Linked DNA regions of Mus musculus: region 2 is linked to region 1. A link is a contact called in public Hi-C data. All regions are on one chromosome and are shown on one strand. The core of a region is the stretch at or near the end of the contact, and the rest is flanking DNA. Distances in the headings are between cores, read along the strand shown. Region 1 holds the start of Srsf4 (serine and arginine-rich splicing factor 4). Region 2 holds the start of Hp1bp3 (heterochromatin protein 1, binding protein 3).

What was found. Hi-C and Micro-C count contacts between places; a contact is called where the count stands out from the background.
Region 2: a contact with region 1 is called in a Hi-C map of double positive thymocytes, with 7 times the contacts expected there. The contact joins the promoter of Hp1bp3 here to the promoter of Srsf4 in region 1. A contact is called at or near these places in 2 of 484 Hi-C or Micro-C datasets (CD4 T cells and double positive thymocytes).

The regions. Positions count from the first base shown.
Region 1 is chr4:131,871,345-131,876,560 of GRCm38.p6, reverse strand. It overlaps Srsf4 (serine and arginine-rich splicing factor 4), which reads right to left and starts at 2,922. Exons shown (of 6, transcript NM_020587.2): 1 at 2,691-2,922. The coding sequence starts at 2,797.
Region 2 is chr4:138,214,080-138,219,295 of GRCm38.p6, reverse strand. Hp1bp3 (heterochromatin protein 1, binding protein 3) reads right to left here and starts at 2,684. Exons shown (of 13, transcript NM_010470.3): 1 at 2,556-2,684.

The sequences.
Region 1 (5,216 bases), core at 1,673-4,172:
CTTCCCGGAAGTCATTTTCCTTTGCAATGATTTCAGGATGATGCTAGGTTGTACTGCATGGAATTAGCGCCTGTCACACCTGTCTTTAAGCCCCAAATAACTTTCTATTCCTTATTTCAACCTTGATCTATGATGGACTTCATTTACACCATCCGTTATTTGGCAATATGAGAATCCAAGTTCCTAAAAGATGTAGGCAGCTAAAGTTCTGAGAGTGTCTGTCCTCTTAGATTCCCTGAGTTGTTCCATGTTTCCTTCAAGAGTCTTTGAATTCTATTCATGATTTAAAATTTAGTGTAAAACTCCTTTAAATTTTTTTTTACTATTTATCTTTACTTTTATTCTCTTAAATTTATTTTATGTGTCTGGAGGTTCTGCCTGCATGTTTAACTGTTTACCACAAGCCTGCCTAGTGCTGGAGGACAGAAAGTGTCAAATTCCCCAGGACTGGATGGAGACACAATTGTGTGCTCCCATGTGGGTGCTGAGAATTGAACCCAGGTCCTCTGGGAACACAGCCAGTGACTCTAATGATGGAGCCATCTCTCCAATCCCCTAGTGTAAAACCTTTAATAGTTGTTTCTGGTCTGGTGTTAAATTTCTAGGTCTTAACAGCTAGACTGTTAAGAGTTGGTCCTTACTGGACCACTTCTTCACCAATTCCAACATAACATATTTCTGGACATTTCTCTTTCTTCATTTCAAGTCCTAGTAAATCCATACTTCAAAGCTCATTTTAAGAAAAATCTATTCTGGGCTGGAGAGATGGCTCAGTGGTTAAGAGCACTGGCTGCTCTTCCAGAGGACCTGGGTTCAATTCCCAGCAACCAATGGCAGCTCACAACGGTCTTCAACTCCAGTTCCAGGGGATCTGAGACCCTCACACAGACATACACGCAAGCAAAACATCAATGCACATAAAAGTAAAAATAATAGAAAAAGAAAATCAATTTTAGTAAACTATCCTACATTTTAGTTGTCTGAGTTTTAAGTGAGAACAAGCATTCCTTGACTCAAAAGGCATGTCAGTCACAGCAGGTTAGTCAGAAACTGTTCTGTCTCCTTCCTCAATTCCTGCAGTGCAGCTGTTGCAGTGCAGGGGATCCTGTTGGCGCATTAGTAACCCGAGCAAGTGATCAGTTTTGCCCTACTACCTTTTTCAACACTCACCCACTCCTTGAGAAAAGAGACCTCACCAAATATACTGCTAGCAAACACTAAGGGGCTAAGATGCTGCTTAATGACTCTATTACAGAGGATGGCGAAAGCTTTATACTTTTTCTACCTGACCTTCCTTTTTATGAATGAGAAAACAGGTTCAGAGAAACTAAGTCACTTGCTCAAAGAAACTTAAATTGAGGAGCAAGGTTTGACTCAGACTTATCTGTCTTCCAAACCCCTTGTTTTTCCCCTACAAAAGGGAGGGGGTAAGGGGGGTCGGTTAATCTCTCACATGTAAGGTTAAATATCACAAAAACAATACTCTCATGCCAGCTGGTTCGCTCTGTAAGAACAAAAATGAGAAATTGTCTTTGTGAATCGAATCCAGGATTCATAAACATTTTATCGAAGTCTTGTTCTCAGCAAGGAGAGTCTTTTAAGTGTCAATTATTCGAAATCTAGACAGCTTTGAGAACCTGCTGGTTCATTTGCCATTCATACTAAAGTGTATGTCTTCTCAAATGTCAATTACTACTGGTCTCATTGGACCAAACACAAAGTCGAAAAAAACAAAACAGGCAAGAAATAAACACAGCAAAAACCAAGGGTTCCCCTAACACCCAAGGTTTAGTGCTTCCGACGCCGTTCCGGTGCTTAATGCCTTTCAAGTCCTACCTAATAATTCTCAGCTCCCAAGCAAAAGATGCTCGTACAATCTCTAGGCATGACAACTCACCCGTTTTCCCCGAACCTGGTAGTCCCTGCTAGCCTTGCTTCGCCAAAGCAGATTAGAAATACAAGCCCAGATTGTACGGGGAAAGCTGTTAAGTAGGCAATTTGGAGATGTGTCTCCACTTGCACCAGCAGCCGACGCAGACCTGGCCAGGATGGCCCTTACCCACTCAAAAAATCCTACGACAGCAATCATTTTCCGGCAAGTTGGAGAGCCGAAACCACAACGTGGAAAACTCTGTAAGGACTCCCCAAGATAACGAGCTAGGACTTTAATTTACTCTCGGAAAGGGAGCGGTCAAGGCTTGAAGCGCGGCAAGCCAGTACTTTCGAAACTGTCACTGCACTACAAAAACTAGTGTCTCCCGCCCAAAGTGTGGCACGCGAAAAAGCCAGAGCTCCAGTCCTCAGAAACACACGCCGGGAAGCCTCTGGCCGGTCAGGCTGGGGAACGGGGAGAAGAGGGCCGGAACCCTCATCTGCTCCTGGCAGCCCCAGAGCGGGAAAGGGCCGCCTCGGACCCATAGTCCAGCGACGGAAACCCAGGCCTCCCCGGCGCCCGGAGCCCCAGTCTAACCCGGGCCTCCGTCCCCATTATCCCGCCACCACCCCCGCCCGCGCAGGCGCAGTGGGAGCCGGGCCTACCCGCGCCCCCGAGGCACCGCCGCCATGGCGGAGCGGAGGAGGCCGGCGGCGGCTTAGCGCCCAGCGAGCGCCGCGCTCGCGTCCCCGCGGCCTCCTAGCCACAGCCGCGGCCCTGTCAGCCCCCCGGCCGGCCCCTCCGCCGCCCTCCTCACCCGTTCTTCAGATCCACCTCCAGGATCTTCCCGTAGCCCTTAAAGAAGCGCTCCACATCGCGCTCCCGGGCCTGGTAGCTCAGGCGGCCGATGTACACCCGCGGCATTCCGGCGGCGGCAGCTGGCCCCGGCCCCCCTCAGGCGGCGGCCGGCGAAGGGAAAACGCGGCGGCGGCGGTAACGGGCGGGCGGCGGGACGGACGCAGCCGAAGCCCGGCGACGTACGCGAGCACGCAGCTCGAGAACGCGCGCCCCCGTCTCCCTACCCCCCCCCCCCCGGCGGAGGGGAACGGGAGGGAGCGCGCGCCCGCTTCCCGCCTGGTCAGGGGCGGGGGCGGGGCTTTACTGGAGGCGCGCCGGCGCGGGGCGGGACCTGGCCGAGTGAGCGACAGCTGCAGCACGTCCTCTCGCGAGCTCGCCGTGGCAGCGGCACTTCCCCCGGAAGTGCCTGCGCGGGTGCGCGCCGAGCGGGTGTTCCCGCCTTTGTCCTTTGCTCTGGTAGACTTTCTGTTTTGGGGTGGTTTTCGGTAAACGTCCCTGTGGGAAGTTAGTGGATCCATGACCTTGGGCCCATTTTCCTTTCTCTCGGATCTTTGAGTCTCTTTTATCTTCCTTGTACTTTCAGGGTTGTCTCTACAGTGTCGATACTAGGTATGTAAAAGTGTTCCAATAATTGGTTCGGTATTATTTTGCGGTGTTGTGGATCGAACTCAGGGCCATACGGATGTTAACAAGTGCCCTATCTCTGAGTTACATCTCAGATTTAATTTTTATTTTTTAAAGCACTGACTGCCAGAGGTCCTGAGTTCAATTGCCAGCAACCACATGGTGGCTCACAACCATCTGTAATGGGAATCGGATGCCCTCTTCTAGGGTGTCTGTCTAAAAACAGCTACACTGTACTCATACACATAAAATAAATCCTTAAACAAAAAAGTTCTGACTGTCCTAGAAATAGCCCTGTAGACCAGGCTGGCCTGAAACTTTGCCTGTCTGCCTATTGGCTGGGATTAAAAGCATGTGCCAAACTATGTCCGTTCAGTTTAGTGCCTTGTAGTTAGATTAAGCACGACAGAAAATTACTATTTTCTTTTTTTGTTTATTCATTTTGAGAAAGGGTTTTTCTGTATATCCCCGGCTGTCCCGGAACTCCCTCTGTGGACCAGGCTGGCTTCAAACCTGCCTGCTTCCCAAGTGCTAGAGTTAAAGGTGTACCCCATCTCTGCCAGCTCAGAAAAAATTTCTAACCTGCAAGATTATAATCTATAGATGTCCAGTGTATTGCCAAAATAACCAAATGTAATGAACTGTGCTGGGGCATGTGGGTGCTCAGTAATGAAAGGTTCCTTTTCAGCTTTGCCCAGGAATCACTGAGGGGTTTAGTCTCTTTACTGCATTTCCACTTTAACTGATGTGCTGGGTAAAGTTTTCTCTTCTGCATCTTCTGCTTTCCTTTCTAGAGGCAGTTTCTTAAGTATTCCTTTAGAAGTTAATTTACCATACAGCACTTGGCTTTTCTTTTTTAAGACAAGAACTTTCTATGTCTAATGGCCTTTGACTAACCTGTAAAAGCCTTTCTAAGAACTGTGATTGTCAATTGCAGGTGTGCATCACACCTGATTTTTTTTTTTTTTTTTTTTTTTTTTTTTGAGACAGGGTTTCTCTGTATAGCCCTGACTGTCCTGGAACTCACTCTGTAGACCAGGCTGGCCTCGAACTCAGAAATCCACCTGCCTCTGCCTCCCGAGTGCTGGGATTAAAGGCGTGCACCACCACGCCCGGCTTACACCTGATTTTTGTCTCACTATATTTTAGTCATTTCAGAAGCATATGAAAAGCACTTAAGACCATTTTGTCTTATAACACACTTTTTTATACACAGTAACTTACCTAGTCACTATTCTAGTGAAGAATTGAGACAGGGTCCAACCTTTGGTTTTTAGAATTGCCACAATCAGTGACCATGTATATTCAAATAGTATCTATCCTGGAAATGGGAATGTCATTAAGGACATACTTCTGGCAGAACACTTGTCTAACCTAGCCTTGATCCTCAGCATCGCCTAGACATACAACTTGGGAAGTAGGAGTACTAGGTTAAAGGGTATAGGCATTTGACTTAGGGACAGTCTCACTTCTTATCCTCAGCTGGCCTTGGATTTACAGCAGCTCTCTTGCCTCAGCTTCCTGAGTGCTGAGGGTTGCAGGCATGGATCACAGGGCCTGCTTCAGCATGTGTAACATGGTAGCTGTTGGGTCTCAAATACTCAACGTATTATCAATGTTTTGATTTAGCCAGGTGATGGTGGCCCATGCCTTTAATCCCAGCACTAAGGAGGCAGAGGCAGGCAGATTTCTGAGTTCTAGGTCAGCCTGATCTACAGAGCAAGTTCCAGTACAGCTAAGGCTACACAGAGAAACCCCGTCTTGAAAAAAAGTTTGTCAATCCAGCGAAGAGGTATCCTCCAGGCCATTTGGTTTGCAGTTACCTTGAGGGAACCAGCCTCTCTTCATGTCCTTCATGCTC
Region 2 (5,216 bases), core at 1,435-3,934, 6.3 Mb before region 1:
ATAGGCTTTGTGGGTTGTTAAGCTCACTTTTTGTTTGAAACATAAGAGTTTCACATGTAATGTAGTCCTGGCTGTCCAGGAAATATGTAGATAAGGCTGTCCTCAAACTCACAGAGATACACATGCCTCTGCCTCCCAAGTGCTGGAATTAAAGTCGTGTGCCACTATGCCCAGCTTAAATTCACTTCTCATTAACAGCTAACAGCATGGATGGGTAGCCAGGACTGCCTTAACACTGTCAGTGTACCTTGTAACAGAACTTTTTGTTCCAACCGTTGACTCTGAATGATAAGACCTTTTAGACAGCTGTATTAGCTCCCTGGCCGGGATATTTTTTGCAGGGATGGGAGTCAAGGGGGATCTTAATAGCCCAGGTTAGCCCACCTCCCCAGTGCTGGCATTACAGCTGCACACCACTCTGGAAGTGGATAGGTCATTTTTTTCTACTGAGTCACAGATACAAAACTGGGTGCCTAAAAGATAACAGGGTCAGAATGAGAGTTCAACAAATATTTGCTAAAGAATGAAAATGGTTCTTTAACCTGGCTTCATATGGTGTGGAAACCAAACTATATTTCCACTTAGGGTTTATCAAGTTCTCCTGTGGCCACAAATTTTGGGTTCTTTTTATTGAATGCGTAAATAGTAACATGACTTACTTTTGACAAAGGAGATGCCTAAATTGTTTTAATACAGGCAGTAAAAACTTGCAGAAGTAGAAAGCCCAATTCCATGGTGGTAGTTTATGCCATTAGAAAAGGCAGCCGGTCTGGGGCTACGGCATGTATTTCAAATTACTGCGTCAGCATTTTTAGCAAGAGTGTCACCATAAACTCCATGTAATATGCATCCTTTCTAATGTCACTAACAGACCAGTAAATCCCTCACACAGCTCCCAGGCTTTTCCTCACTCAGATAAAACATCGTGATTGCTAGCGACTTTCCCATTTCATTAAGTAGCATGTAGTGATATCTATCACGGCCAGGGATAGAGGCCGATCAAACACACAGCTCCACAGGGCTCCAGTTTAGACTTGCATCTGCACAGGCCTCAGTAACTTCCTAGTCAGCGTCCAGGGGTCCACCTCCTAAGTAAGTATGAAAGCTAGGGCTAAGAACCTCAATCTTAACCCTACTACATGTGTACTCTCCGGTGTCAGTTCACAGTAGCACCCCCTGCACTCACACACAGGAGGCTGAGGCAGGAGGAGCACAGAGTCCCAAGGAAGCATTAGGGAGACCACCTCAAAAACAAAATTTGAGAGCAGCTTTGAACAAATCACTCTGAAACTGAAAGCTCGTGGCAGCCTTATATGGCCTATGCTGAAGATAAAATTGAAGATAAAATAAAAATTAAAAACTTCAAACGATTTCCTAATAGCTTCTAGGCCCTTCTGGCTAAGATCAAATGCAGAATGACTCTCTAGACACATTTCACGTCTAAGATGCTTGCGTATGAGGTCCAGGTCTAATAAGACTCGTTCTCCAAAGCAACGGGCAGTCGGAGAAGGGCAGTAAAGCAGCCTGGGGGAGAAGTCATGAGCACTTCTGGCTGTGAAGGAGGGTTTAGCTCAAGGGCGTTAAGGAAAACTGCCTGCTTAAGTCTGGATCGACTCGGGCCTAGGCTTAAGACGGCTGCCACTGACAATCCTGCGCCGGCCTGGGGAGCGCGGCGGAGGCCGGGGGAGGTGTAGGCTCGCGGGGGACACAGAAGCGCAAGGCCGTCGGGGTAGCGGCGGCGGCGACAGCAGCGAAGCGACAGCGCCCAGAGGCTGAGCATCGCCCGGAGGAGCAGCGAAGACAAAGGCGGGAGCGAGCGGCTGCGCGACAGAGAGCCGTGGCGGTGACAGCGCAGGGCTAGCGGGAGTGGGGAGTAAGATGGGCGCGGGACTGCTGAGGGCGGCGGCGGAGGTACCGCGCAGAGACCACGCCGCGCTCCTGGCTGCGGGGACCCGGCGGCGACCAGCGGCGACCGGCGTGGCCTCAGCTCTGCACACTCACCACTGGGGACTCCGTAATGGCGGCCACGGCGGCGGCGGGGGCGGAGAAGCCGGGAGGGCGGGCCCGCCGCAGCCACTCACTAGTGCCGGCATCTTTCGAACCGGGCTTGAAGACAAGTTGACAGTAGGCCGAGGGGAGGAGGGCGCGGCGGAAGTCGGGCCACAGGCCTCGGAGCATGCGCAAGCCCGCAGCCAATAGGGCTCCGCGGCGCACGCCGGAGCATGCGCACTGAGACAAGCACGGAGGGGGGGTGGGCCCGACCCGAGAAGAGCTGCCCCTCCTCCCCAAGTCCAAACAAAACAAGGGCGGGAGCGCGCGCCGCGGGGCCCGAGTGGCCCGCGCGCCAGGGGCAGGGGCCGGGTGGCGGGCGCGACGCGAGAGGGCGCAGCGGCCGCGGCGGACGGACAAAAGCCGCCGGCCTTCGGTGCCCGCGTCCCGCCTCTTGCGCCCGGGCAGCGGCGTCAGCGCCCAGGCCGGTGGCCCTCCGCTACTCACTCGCGCACGGAGCTCGCGCCCACTCCCTGCGCGCCGGGTCCGGGTCCATCCCGCGTTACCTCTGAGCTCCGGCGCCCGCGTTCCCGTACGGCCTCTCGGCGTTGCCGCGGACCACCGATCGCCGACTCGCGACACCGCTGTCCTCCAGGCCGGGCACCGAGCTCTGCCGCCCCGCCCCCCTGCCCGCGGCCTCACGCGCGCGCCCCCGCGCCGGCCCCGCCCCCGCGCGCGCCCGCCAAGTGGGTCCCCGGGCGGGCGCGCAGGGGCGCGACAGGGCGCTCGTGGGGGAGGTGGGGGGGAACGGCGGACGACGGGAGGCAGAGCGTGGCTGGGAGCGCTAGCTTCCTGGCTGCGTCCTGCGTGCTCGGCGCAGTCTCTGTCTCCGACCCCGAGTCCTTCGGGTTTGGGGTTCCAGCCTCCCTTTAGCCCTGGAAGACGGTGCTAGACAACAACAGCCACTTCCTGAGTCCACAGGGAATTGGCAGTGTAGTGAGCAAGGACTGGTCATACACGGCCTGGAAGATGCGTGAGCCGGGCTGCCCCCAGCTTCTTGATTTGCATGCACAGACAGCTTCCCCACCCCCAGCACCCAAAAGAAACCACGGAATTAGAAGGGAGTCGCCTTTTATTTGGCACTTTACGTTGAGATCTGCCTATTCATGTAATGTGCACACCACCGCCTTTGAAAATTGTAGTTCTTGGGGCTGAAGAAGTAGTTTAGTTGTTAGTATGTGTCTAGTCTGAAGAAAGCCCTGGGTGCCATCGCCAGCACCTAGAGCCCAGTGTGATGACGCAGACTCAATAGGTGGCATCAAGAGGATCGAAATTTCAAGGCCATTTTGGGTAGGTAACCAACCTGAGGCCAGCTTGGAATGCACGAGAGCCTGTGTAAAGAAGGAAAAGGAAATGAAGGATTGCAGGTGTAGTTCTTCAAAGCCACTTTGGAAAAATTCAATGTACCTCAAGTAGCCGGAGTCTTGTGGGTATCGGCCTGGTACATGCATGGCACCGCAACTGCAGGTCAATCAAAGCGCTTATTACGGAAACCAATTAGACACACTTTCAGTCCTCTCCACCTGCCAGAGTGGCTGAAACTCCAAGGGTTCTAAGAAGATTAAATAAATCACCCCACCAAAAATTCCTCCCTGGTGAGCGTCTGTACTAGTGACATCACCCATTCCCCTGAACACTGGGATCATGGGCAATCTCTTCAAAGGGATTTATGGGGAGGATCTGAGAGGATTTGGAGAGGAGGGGACCTGATCAAGTATGTCATATGAAAAAAAAATTAAATATTAAAAAGGGATTTTGGTCTTTTTGAAGAATTCTGTTTTAAAACCATCTTTTAATTTTTTATATGTGTGTGTACCTGTTTGTATGTGTTCCGGGTGTGTGCAGATGTCTAAGGATTGTCTGCACTCCTGGGAATTGAGTTAGTAGGTTGTAAGCTGTCTGATGTGGGTGCTGGGAACCAAACCGAGATCCTCTACAAGAGCAAGGGACCTCAGCCACGGAGACACCTGTCCCCATCCCACTTTTATGTATTGGCATAATTGGGAACTTGCTACATTTGGTGTGTGTCCTTGTTTGAGACAGGATCTCTCTATGTAGTTTTGCCTGTTGACATTTCATCTAGGCTATGTCCCACAGTTACCTGGCAATAGCCAGGTGTGTCTAACTCACTAAAAAAGGCGCTTCTTTGCCCCCTCCTCGATCTCTTGCTCTTGCTCTGACCTCTCACCCCTTGCCCCTCCCTCTCCACATGGTCATAACCTGCCCCCCCCTCTTTCTCTGCCTTCCAACTCCCCTCCCCATGCCCTGAATAAACCCTATTCTATACACTACATCCATCTATGGCTGGTCTCTCAGGGGGAAGGGATGCCTCAGCATGGGCCCACAGAGACACCCCCTTATCTCACATTATACCTGGCCTCTATCAAACATATCCCTGGTTTCTCTATTTTTATAAAATACAACATTGCCTGGCCTGGAGCTTACTATGTAGATCAGAGTGGCCTCAAAGTCACATTTTTAAGTCCTACCTCATGCAAGATGAGCCCAATAAGAATTGAGAGACATACAGAGTTTTGCCTAAGATTTAAGAACAAACAAACAAACAAACAACTCTTATGTAGAAGAAAGCAAAATGATAGGACAAAAATTTCAAGAACATAAAACCAAGTTCTTGCCAAAACCTGAGTGTCATACGTTTCAAGAAAATACTTGGAACCTGGTACAATGGGACCATCCCTTTGATCACAGTACTCAGAAGGCAGAGTGGGGCAGATCTCTCGAAGTTCAAGGTTAGCTTTGTCTACTTAGTTCCAGGACAGTCAAGGCTATGTGACCCTGTCTTGAAAAATCAAACCCTGAGGAAGTCACTCTCTAGATTTCAACAAAAGCTAAGGTATGTTTAACTTAGCATATAGCAAGTTTTGCAGAATCCACAGCCTGTTGTTAAGGCAATAATTGTTTTTTTCTCCCTCCCGAGTCCTTAGATGTAGACCTGTAGGACACAAAAGTCTGTTGGACTAAAACTTCATGTTTGTATAGAAAAGAGGGGGTGACTTTAGAGTTAGGCATAAAGATGGATAAAGATGAAGCAACAGCTGACTGACTCGCAGAGTTCCAGCCCAGAACCCAGTGGTGCAGTCACAAGGCTGAGCACAGAACAATGCTTACCGTCTTAGTCATAGCTCATATTTACTTCAAGAGCTCTG